Linked DNA regions of Mus musculus: region 2 is linked to region 1. A link is a contact called in public Hi-C data. All regions are on one chromosome and are shown on one strand. Each heading gives the region's core, a stretch centred on a gene start, on an enhancer-like site or on the middle of the called end of the contact. The rest is flanking DNA. Distances are from core to core; before and after follow the strand shown.

Region 1 (4,678 bases), core at 2,027-4,526:
GCTTAGAAAGGCAGGAAGCAACGCTGGTATTTTAGAATGGCTTTCAACAATAACCTTGATTGAGGGGATTTTCCAGTTAACCCTGGAGAATTCCAATAACCAAACACTTATTGTGTTTCTGTTCTTTGAAAAGTGGTAATCCTTGGTATGTGTATGGTGATTCTCATTAACCAGCCAGTTCAACCAAACAGGATTCCCTTATTAGGATAAGCAAAGAGCCATAGAGTTACCAAGCTGAAAGAAAGGACTTTCCAGAGCATTTACCAGAATCCCTTATCAGGTGAAGGGATGACGTTTATTCATGTAGCTCAGCCTGCATTCCTGGCATAACCATAAGTCCCAGCTTTGAGTGCTTTCTGCTACACTGAGTGACTACAGGGTGACCTGTGAGCTAAGTTTAGCCTTCAGCCACGTTTGGTTTGTCCTGCACGATACTTCTAAAAAACTAAATTTGCTAAAAATGGTGGTACATGTCTTTAATCCCAGCACTTAGGAGGCAGAGGCAGAACTGTAGCAAATAGAAATCCTGTTTCAAAAAACCCAAACCAAACCAGAGCACAAGCAAACAACTCTGGGAGATCGGTTAACACTAGGCTTGAAATAAAGAGGAGCTAAGTAGCTGGTACCCTTTAGACTAGGCACCTGGGGTCTAAATGCCACTTCACCCCCAACCTGGTCTGCCTTACCCACTTACCCATTTCATGACCTGCCTTGTCCCACCAGGCATTGGAATTGGGGTGCCTGCTTTTTGGCGAGGGGCATTTCTTGATTAATTTTTTTTTAATGAGGGAGACTAAAGTGGGCCAGATAAAAAGTCAGGGGAGATAAGAAGTCAAGAGTGCCCATCAGAATGTGAAGGGTCACAAGCAAATGGGAGCCCTAGAGAGTTCCCAAGGAGATACAGGCAGATTGGTGCCCATGTAGAGCTAGGAGGAGAACCCCTGTGGGAAATGGAGGATCTAGAGTCAAGAGCAAGCCTACTTGAAGGTCTAGTAATGTCATAATGAGCCACTCTAGTTTCCTGGAGATCGGGTCCTGGTCCGCATTCAGTGTTCTAGAAATAGCTTATCTTACATCACTTCCTTAATTTGGGCTCAGTGTACCTGTTTCAAGTCATTGGGTGGCTCATACAAGATACGTTAGGTTGAGTAATCTTTAAATAGAATTTCATTTCTCAAGGTTCTAGAGACTGGGAAGTCCAAGATTTCAAGGCACCAGCAGATCCTTACAAAGTAGACAAGCTCTCTCAAGCCATTTTCCTAATACTATTCTTGAAAGTCTCCTGGGAGACTTAGTTACCTCCCAGGGTTTCTGCCTCCTAGTAAGTAGTATGGCTAGAAATTAGCCAGGCCCAGTGGTGGTGTGTGTGTGCAGTGCACACCTTTAACCCCAGCACTTGGGAGGCAGAGGCAGGAGGATTTCTGAGTTTGAAGCCACCCTGGTCTACAGACACACACACAAATAAAATATGATAAAGATTTAAAAAACAAAATTTATTGGATGTTACATGTTCATAAAGGCAACAGCAGACAAGGTGCATGTGATTCAAAAGCAAAAAAAAACCTCCAGTGACCAAGACCTTTTAAAAGACGCTGCCTCTTTCACTTTCAGCCATGTGAGGAACTTGATCGTTTTTCCTACTTATTCATTGATATATATATTTATTCACTTTACATCCCAATTGCTGCTCCCCTCTCCCCGTACCTCCTTCACACAGTCCCCCATCCCCTTTTCCTCTGAGAAGATGGAACCCTCCCTCTTCCCTCGGTTATCCCCCAACCTAGGTACATCAAGTCTTTGCAGGGCTAGGCACATCCTTTCCCACTGAGGCCAGACAAGGCAGCCTAGTTAAGGGAACAGGACCCACAGGCAGGCAACAGATTCAGGGACAGCCCTTGCTCCAGTTGTTGGGAGATCCACATGAAGACCAAGCTACATATCTGTTCCATATGTGCAAGGAGGCCTAGGTCCAGCCTGTGTATGCTCTTTGGTTGATGGTTCAGTTTCTGGGAGCCCCTAGTGGTCCAGGTTAGTTGACTTTGTTGGTCTTCTTGTAGAGTTCCTATTTCCTTCAGGGCCTGCAATCCTTCCCACAACTCTTCCACAAGAGTCCCCAAGCTCCATTTAATGTTTGACTGTGGGACTCAGCATCTGTTTCAGTCAGCTGCTGGGTAGCTGTCAGAGGAGTTATGCTAGGCTCCTGTCTACAAGCACAACAGGCTCCATATCCTCACTGCTAGGAGTCTCAGCTAAAGTCACCCCCATGGACTGGGATGGGTGAGACTCCCGGGAGCTTTACCATTTTGTCTGCTGTGAGAGAGAAGTCAGGAAAAACAAAAACAGAGCCTACTTAATTGAGTTCGGAACTTAAATCTGCCAGAACCCAATGCAGTGGGTGCCCTCACTGCCAGATGGCCAGCAGGTCCTTGGGAGTAAACCAGAAGACAGTTTTAAGAGGCTGTTGTTTCCCTAAGGACATAGCTTATAATCTGCCTGTGCTTGAAGTACTTGCACATACAGAGACTTCTTCTTTTTAAGCACATATTGATTAAATATAATGAGGCATACTGAGGTTGAGAGGAGAGATCAGGGAGGGAGGCGTCCATGCATACCCAGGGCTTTGAACAAGGGCTCCCCGACTCAAGGAAGTGCACAAACCCAAAATTACCAGGAACCTACCTGTGAGTTTGTTGTGGACAGTTTCTGGGATTCTGTGTAGCCTTTATCAGCATCTCTAAAGGGTCATTGTCCAAATATAGTTAAACAGACTTCGGACACGGAAGCGTTGGACTCCCATTCCTAGGCACAATGGCACAGTTTATAGCAGGTCCCTGTCAACCTCACTCCATCACCCCCTCAAATCCTTGCCTAGAAATCTATTCCAGCTAGCCTCCTTTTGCCCTACCAGGGGGAGGGGAAATCCGAAAGCTTATTTTTAGGCAGGCCCTGCCAAGACTCCCCGCAGTGGCTGGACTGCTGCTGGGCCTGAGGGGTGCCCGCGCCCCAGGAGGACAAGCAGTGTGCGGGAGGGGCCTGCGGGCACGAGCGGATGTCACAGCTTACCTCAGAGCCTGAATTAGAAGCCTGAAAAAAAAAATCACAGCAGGAAATAATGTGGTGCCCAAAATAGAAACATCAACCGGGAGAGAGGCCGGGAGTAGGTGGCGTTTGAGGCTCCTGCAGCGTCCTCCCCAGAGGCCTCCTGACAACCGGCAAGCGGGTTGGCATGAGATTGCAACCCAGCCCAAGAGGCCACAAAGGCACCGGCTGGATGTTTCAGCAAGGGAGAAGGAATGGGCAGTAAAGTGGAGAATCAGGACCGCCTCCTCTTCCCTCCCTCTCGACTTTCTCCTTCCTTCTCCAAAGTCTTACCGCCACCGCTGACCCCTTCCTCTTTTTCGGCATCATCCCTCAACCTTCTCCCCACACAATGACTTCTGCTTTTTTCCTCACTCTCTAGTGCCCCTTCTTCTCTGATACTGCCCCCACCCCGCTTCCTCCTTTCCCTCCCCACACCAAGCCCTTCATTTCTCCTGGGTGGTCTCTGCCCCAACCCGCCGCCCCCCAGCCTCCCGGTGCTTTTGGGTGCCTTCCTAGGTAACTAGTGGGAGCTCAGTCTAGCAGCAGCTAACTGAAGGTCAGCCTCCTGTGCCTGACTGCAGCCTGGCTGCACTGATCTCCCCTTCACCCCACACTCAGCACCCTCCACGCCTCTTTAGAGAAAAGGAGGCCCTGGAGTCTAAGGAAGATGGCAGGGTCAGGACTCCTTCCTCTGGGGCCTCTGGAGGGCTTGAGAGGAAGCAGAAACTTTGCAGGCAATCTTGGACTGTCTCTCCCTTCACAGCTGAGTTCCTGGTAGATTGCATGGTTTGCCAAATTTCCGTGTTTCTCATGCTGGCATGTGCCATTGGGCAAGGTATAAAGTCGGTGAGAACCAGACTTAAGGTCTCTCTGATGCTCCCCTTAACCTTCACCAACCCCGAGTGGGGAAACATCTGTGATCTCCTTTACAGTGGGAACTCAGATGCAGCAGGTGAGCTGGAGGATGGGGGACACTGGAGGATGGGGGACACTGGAGGATGGGGACACTGGAGGATGGGGGACACTGAGGATGTCTTTAATCTTAGCACTAGGTAGAGGCAGATGATCTCTAGGAGTTAAGAGTCCATCCTGGTCTACATGGTGAGTTCCAGGCTAGCCAAGGCTACATAGTGAGACCCTGTCTTTAAAAACAAAGGAAAGAAAAGTCGGAGTAGTAGGCATGCTGCATGTTTGTAAGAGTAGAAGGGCTGGGATCGAGGCACAGGGAGTGCAGCCCCTCTACTGACCTTGAACTTGGACCAAGTTCATTGACTTGGTATTTCCATACCCGGTTTTCTTCGTAACAAGATTTGTTTTTTATTATTTCTTTTCTGAATGTAAGCATGAGACATTCCATTACATATGTTGGGTAATTTCAATTATTAAAAATTCCCTAGGTGGGGCTGGAGAGATGGCTCAGCAGTTAAGAGCACTAACTGTTCTTCCAGAGATCCTGAGTTCAATTCCCAGCAACCACATATGTTCACAACCACCTTTAATGAGATCTGATGACCTCTTCTGATATGTTGGAAGCCAGCAACAGTGTGCTCATATACATTTTAAAAGGAAAGAAGAAAAAAAAAAGAAGAGAAAAGAG
Region 2 (4,711 bases), core at 444-2,943, 530 kb after region 1:
CCTCAAAACCCCAGCAATTTGATTTTCCCAGGCCCCTCCTACCCCTAAGCAGCTTCTCAGTCACGAATCAGCCTGTGCGGCCAGCTCCGAGCCTGGGCCTCTTGCCAAGGGTGTTAGGAGGGAGAGCTGGGTTTCTGCACTGTCCCCTGGGCTCTTGCTCAGGCATCACTGCCCTTGCCAATGTCTCTTCTTCACCTCCAAGTCACCCCTGGGTCTCATGGTCCAGCTCAGGGTCCTGCCTGTCTTCATTGTGAGGCCACAGAGGCAATTAAATGAACCCCAACTGCTGTTGGTGGTGGTACCGAAGACTGACTGGTGAGAGGAGACACTGGCTGGAGATGGGTCAGAGAGCTATCAAGGATGTTTGTGGGCAGCAGGGGCCACTTCTGAATGGCTCCTGACATCCAACAATGGCTTGAGACAGCACCCTGGGAGTCTGGCCCTACAGCCAGTCAACAATGTGGATGTGCCTGCTCCAGATGAGTTGTAGAATCCTCGCCAAGGATGGAGCCACCCTGCCTGGTTTCCTCCCAGGCTGTCCTGGAGACCACCCACATGGACTCTATCTGCTTGGCTTAAGCTAAACCCACTGTCTCCAAGTTGTACAGGTCTTCTTCTCTGGACTGCTAAGCCCCAACAGCTGACCATGGCACGCATCAGGGCCACAGGGAGAGAGGCAGGAGAATAAATTGGAGCAGAAGATACTGACACAGCTCCCGCTTGGACTGGCTCCCGTGAACACTGGCCTCTGAAAGAAGGCCTGCCAGAACTGAGGCCTAGCGCTGCTTTGACCTGCTCTGACCTGTGTCTCCCTGGATCATCTGTCGCAATGGTAACATATCACCAGCATCAAGAGTTCCACTCCTAGCTAGTAGCTCAAGCTGAGCCCATGCCTCCCCCTCCCCCTGCTCTCCAGTCTACATCCCACCTACCATCCCACCCAGGTCCTATCCAGAGCTCTGGATCTCCTGCATTCTGCCCTTCACACATGCACACATCTTTCTGGAATACGCCTCCTTTTGCATATTCTGAGTCCCTGGTCCCTTGTGGTCAGGACCTGATTCCAATCCTAGTTGGCTAGTTTCTGACAGCTGAAGCCTTATTAAAGAGGAGAAATAAAGGCCAATTATTGGATTGCTCTGAGAATGAGCTGTGCATGACTTGATGACTTGGTGAGTCTGGGGCTGGTCACACTGGGATATTCAGCAAGGAGAGTGATCATGTACAGATGTTACCATGGCAGTGGTCACTGCTCCTGTCATTATCTCTGAACAGATGCAGTTCTCTGGAGACTTGGGAAAGGGAGGCTGAGAGCTGTACTCTCCAGACTTAGGTGTCTTCCAGTCTCTTTCTGTAGGAGGTGGCCAAAGGCCCAGGACCCTACCCCCAGAACCCTGAGGTGGCCAAGGGTAACACTCCAGCTCTTCAGGTTAGGACTCTGGGTGCTGATGCCCCCATGAAGGTTTCTCATGGGCATGTCGAACCCTCATGTTTAGAGCATCCTATGCTAACCTTCTACAAACTAGGGGCCAGGCAGCCTTCCCTTCGGGCATTCCAGATCACCTGCATCAGGGCGGAGTCTGAGGATCCTTTTCCTTATCCCACAGCCCCAAATGTCTTCTCTGAACCTTCCACCCTGAGTCAGAGATGGCATTGCTTCCCCGAAGCCAGCTGAAACTTTGAGCTCTTGGCCTCTTCTGGTTCATCTAGAGGAAGGGAAATGATGTCATGAGGTAAACCGCAAGGCTGGGTGCTCTGGTGAGCTTTGCTTTTCAGCAAAAGTCATTTTGTTGAAATACAGAAGGCACAGAGAGTCTGTGTCCTTCTGGTTAGAGGCAGGCAGGGACGGCAACTAGATTTTTAACATGAAACTCTGAGGAGGAAGGTGTTCCCAGACGTGCTAGCCGCAGAGGCCAGGCTCGGCAGACAAATGGATGGTGTGGGATCTTTGGTTTTCTGTGTGGCAAGTCACCTGCCAAGCAGGGATGCCTAGGGGATGCAGTATGTACAAGTTCCCCAGTGGACCTCTGTAGAATTCAAGATCATGTTTGCCATGGCGTAAGAGGGGTGACAAGAATGACAAACTGGACAACACACGCTGTCAATGACTCTTGCCATCTCTCCATGACCTCCTGAGATGGGACCCCACGCACCAGTGAGCAGCAGGAGGCTGGTGGCTCCCCGGTCTGGGCTTTCAACTCTCCACAAAAAGCTTATTTGGCACCAGGCTGCAGGTGACAGCTTGAGTCCTGTGTGACTGGCTCCCACTTTGAGCTCCAGTTCCCATCTGCTACCTGTCCCCCAAGAGAAGTCTGCTGCCCTTGGCAAACCTGGCCTTTTTAACCTTCAAATGCTCTGCCTCATGGGTGTATTTCTTCTTGTTAATTCTTTACTTTTATAAGATAAACAGCCTGTGGTAAAATCCTCCAATATTAGAGCATGAAGGACTATCTAGACCCCATACCCAAGTCCTGCCCCTTACTGATAGCTGGAGCCACAGAAAGAAAAGGATGTAGCCAGGACCACATAGCAAGAGAAGACAGGGCTCTTCCATTGCTGTGGGGTCTCCCTCCCCATCACCGCTACTAGCTTCTTGTCCATCTCTTTAGTCCGTGTCCTTACTTCCTGTCCTTAGTCTGTGTCCTTACTCCATCTCTTTACTCCATGTCCTTAGTTCAACTCTTTACTCCATCTCCTTATTCCATCTCCTTACTCCATCTCCTTACTCCGTTTCCTTACTCCATCACCTTACTCCGTTTCCTTACTCCATCACCTTACTCCGTTTCCTTACTCCATCTCCTTACTCCATCTCCTTACTCCATCACCTTACTCCGTTTCCTTACTCCATCACCTTACTCCATCTCCTTACTCCATCACCTTACTCCATTTCCTTACTCCATGTCCTTATTCCATCTCCTTAGCCCATGTCTCCTTACTCCATGTCCTTATTAATCTCCATACTCCACCTCCTTACTCCATTTCCTTAATCTATTGTGCTAATGATACAATGGCATAGACTGCGTATGTTATAAAGAAGATGTAAATTCAGGCTCATGCTCTGGTCTAAGACCACAGGGCCACATCTAAGGATGGCTTTGTTGCAGAAGAATCTTGAAGTAGCACAGGACACCACATGGTAAGAGACCTAGGAAAAAATGGCTGATATAGGCATAGTGGAGCAGTGGTTCTCAACCTGTGGACCATTGACCCCTTTGGAGGTCAAAATACCTTTCACAGGGGTTGCCTAAGACTATTAGGGACATTTACACTACAATTCATAACAGTAACAAAACTACAGTTATGAAGTAGCAACAAAAATAATTTTATGGTTGGGGGTCAGCACAACATGAGGAAGTGCCTTAAAGGGTCACAGCTTTAGGAAGGTTGAGAAGCACTGATCAAGAGATAACCCATTGGTCACATGGATGGCTCATGAGAGGAGATCCCTAGTTCCCTCTTAAAGGTCCTATCTGGACCCACCTTAAACTGCCTTATAAAGCAATTTAAATTTCAACATGAGTTTGAGAAGAACAAACCACATTCAAACGGCAGCACAATCCTACCATGAAGTTTCCATCAATCATCCCTAAGATACAACCAGCTCTGGGAAGAGGGCAAGCCTGGGCTGTGGAGCATTGTGAGGGATGAGATGGAGCTGGGTCACAGTCCTCAGAGCCAGAGGTCATGGTCAGAAGGACACGTATTGTCCTTTCCCAAGACCAGGACCTTAGGAGAATTAGTTATAATTAACCGTAACTCCAAACCAATGGTTCACTGGGTTAGGGCCCCAGTGATGGTTTGCTGACTGTGGTCCAGGGTGACACAAAGTCCTGAAGGAAAAGTCAAACCATCTAGATGCTCCACAACTTCTTTTCCTGAAACTTGGATTAGGACACACCCTTATGCCTGGTTGCTGAGACTTTAGAAATGAGTGAGGGGTGGTAGAAAGGGCTGACAGAGAGGCAAAGTTGTTACAAGGCCTGGGATTTTCTGTTCTGCTCCCTGGCTTCTGCATCTTTGGTTGTAAAATGAAAAGTCAGCTGGCCGCTGGCACATTCCCAGCTCTGAGGACCAGGCTGTGCCCCAGCTATTTTGGGGCAAAGGTCAGGGTGATTGAAGGCAGGCACAGGGGTGAGGTGTGTACCCTCTCCTTACTCCAAGATCCTCTAGAATAAGCTTGGAGCCTGACTTCCCATCTCTCCATGACCAGACTGCCAGCAACTCACAGTTTGCTTCATCTGCAAGGAGAGGCATGGGGTGTCTAAGCTGAAAGGCCTCCCAAATCTGATCTCACTAACTGTTCCTTATATGCAGCGAGTGGGGCCAAGAGAGGACAGCGAGTTTATCCAAGGCCACAGGCAAAGCCAGAGCCCAGGACTCTTCCCACCACATCAGCTGCTTCATGTTTGTGCCTGAACAAAACACTCTCAGGGGAAAGCTGGAAGCAGCAGGACTGGGATGATGTCTTCCTTACCATCTCTATCAACACTAACGCCATCATCACCACCGTCAGCCCTGCCTCTTCAGCACTAGCACAGTACCCCAGGCGCATCACTGTCTCATCATTCATTCATTCATTCATTCATTCATTCATTCATCCTCAGAGGCTGCCGAGACTGCCAATGAGAAGCAAGCTGCCTGGCTCTCGTGCTAACTGGTTGTATGACCTTGAGTGAGCTCTTTTTCCATCTGCTTTAGCTCTTTGAGTGTG

Evidence for each region. A called contact is a pair of places that touch in the nucleus more often than the background predicts.
Region 2: a contact with region 1 is called in a Hi-C map of bone marrow-derived macrophages, with 22 read pairs. The contact joins the enhancer-like site here to the promoter of AI839979 in region 1. A contact is called at or near these places in 1 of 484 Hi-C or Micro-C datasets (bone marrow-derived macrophages) and 7 of 115 datasets of contacts at active chromatin or transcription factors (CD8 T cells, the NIH/3T3 cell line, double positive thymocytes and 4 more).

What each region holds. Positions count from the first base shown.
Region 1 is chr5:31,568,121-31,572,798 of GRCm38.p6, forward strand. AI839979 (expressed sequence AI839979) reads right to left here and starts at 3,277. Exons shown (of 3, transcript NR_102275.1): 1 at 3,064-3,277; 2 at 2,680-2,799; 3 at 1,472-2,310.
Region 2 is chr5:32,102,593-32,107,303 of GRCm38.p6, forward strand. No RefSeq gene overlaps it. Among named protein-coding and RNA genes, the nearest start is that of Gm51292, 12 kb to the left of the region's middle. Within about 2 kb of position 1,694, at least 91 of the 459 cell types and tissues checked have an H3K27ac peak or open chromatin away from gene starts, as enhancers often do. A contact at or near this core is called in CD8 T cells, bone marrow-derived macrophages, memory CD8 T cells and 1 more, where this site is marked.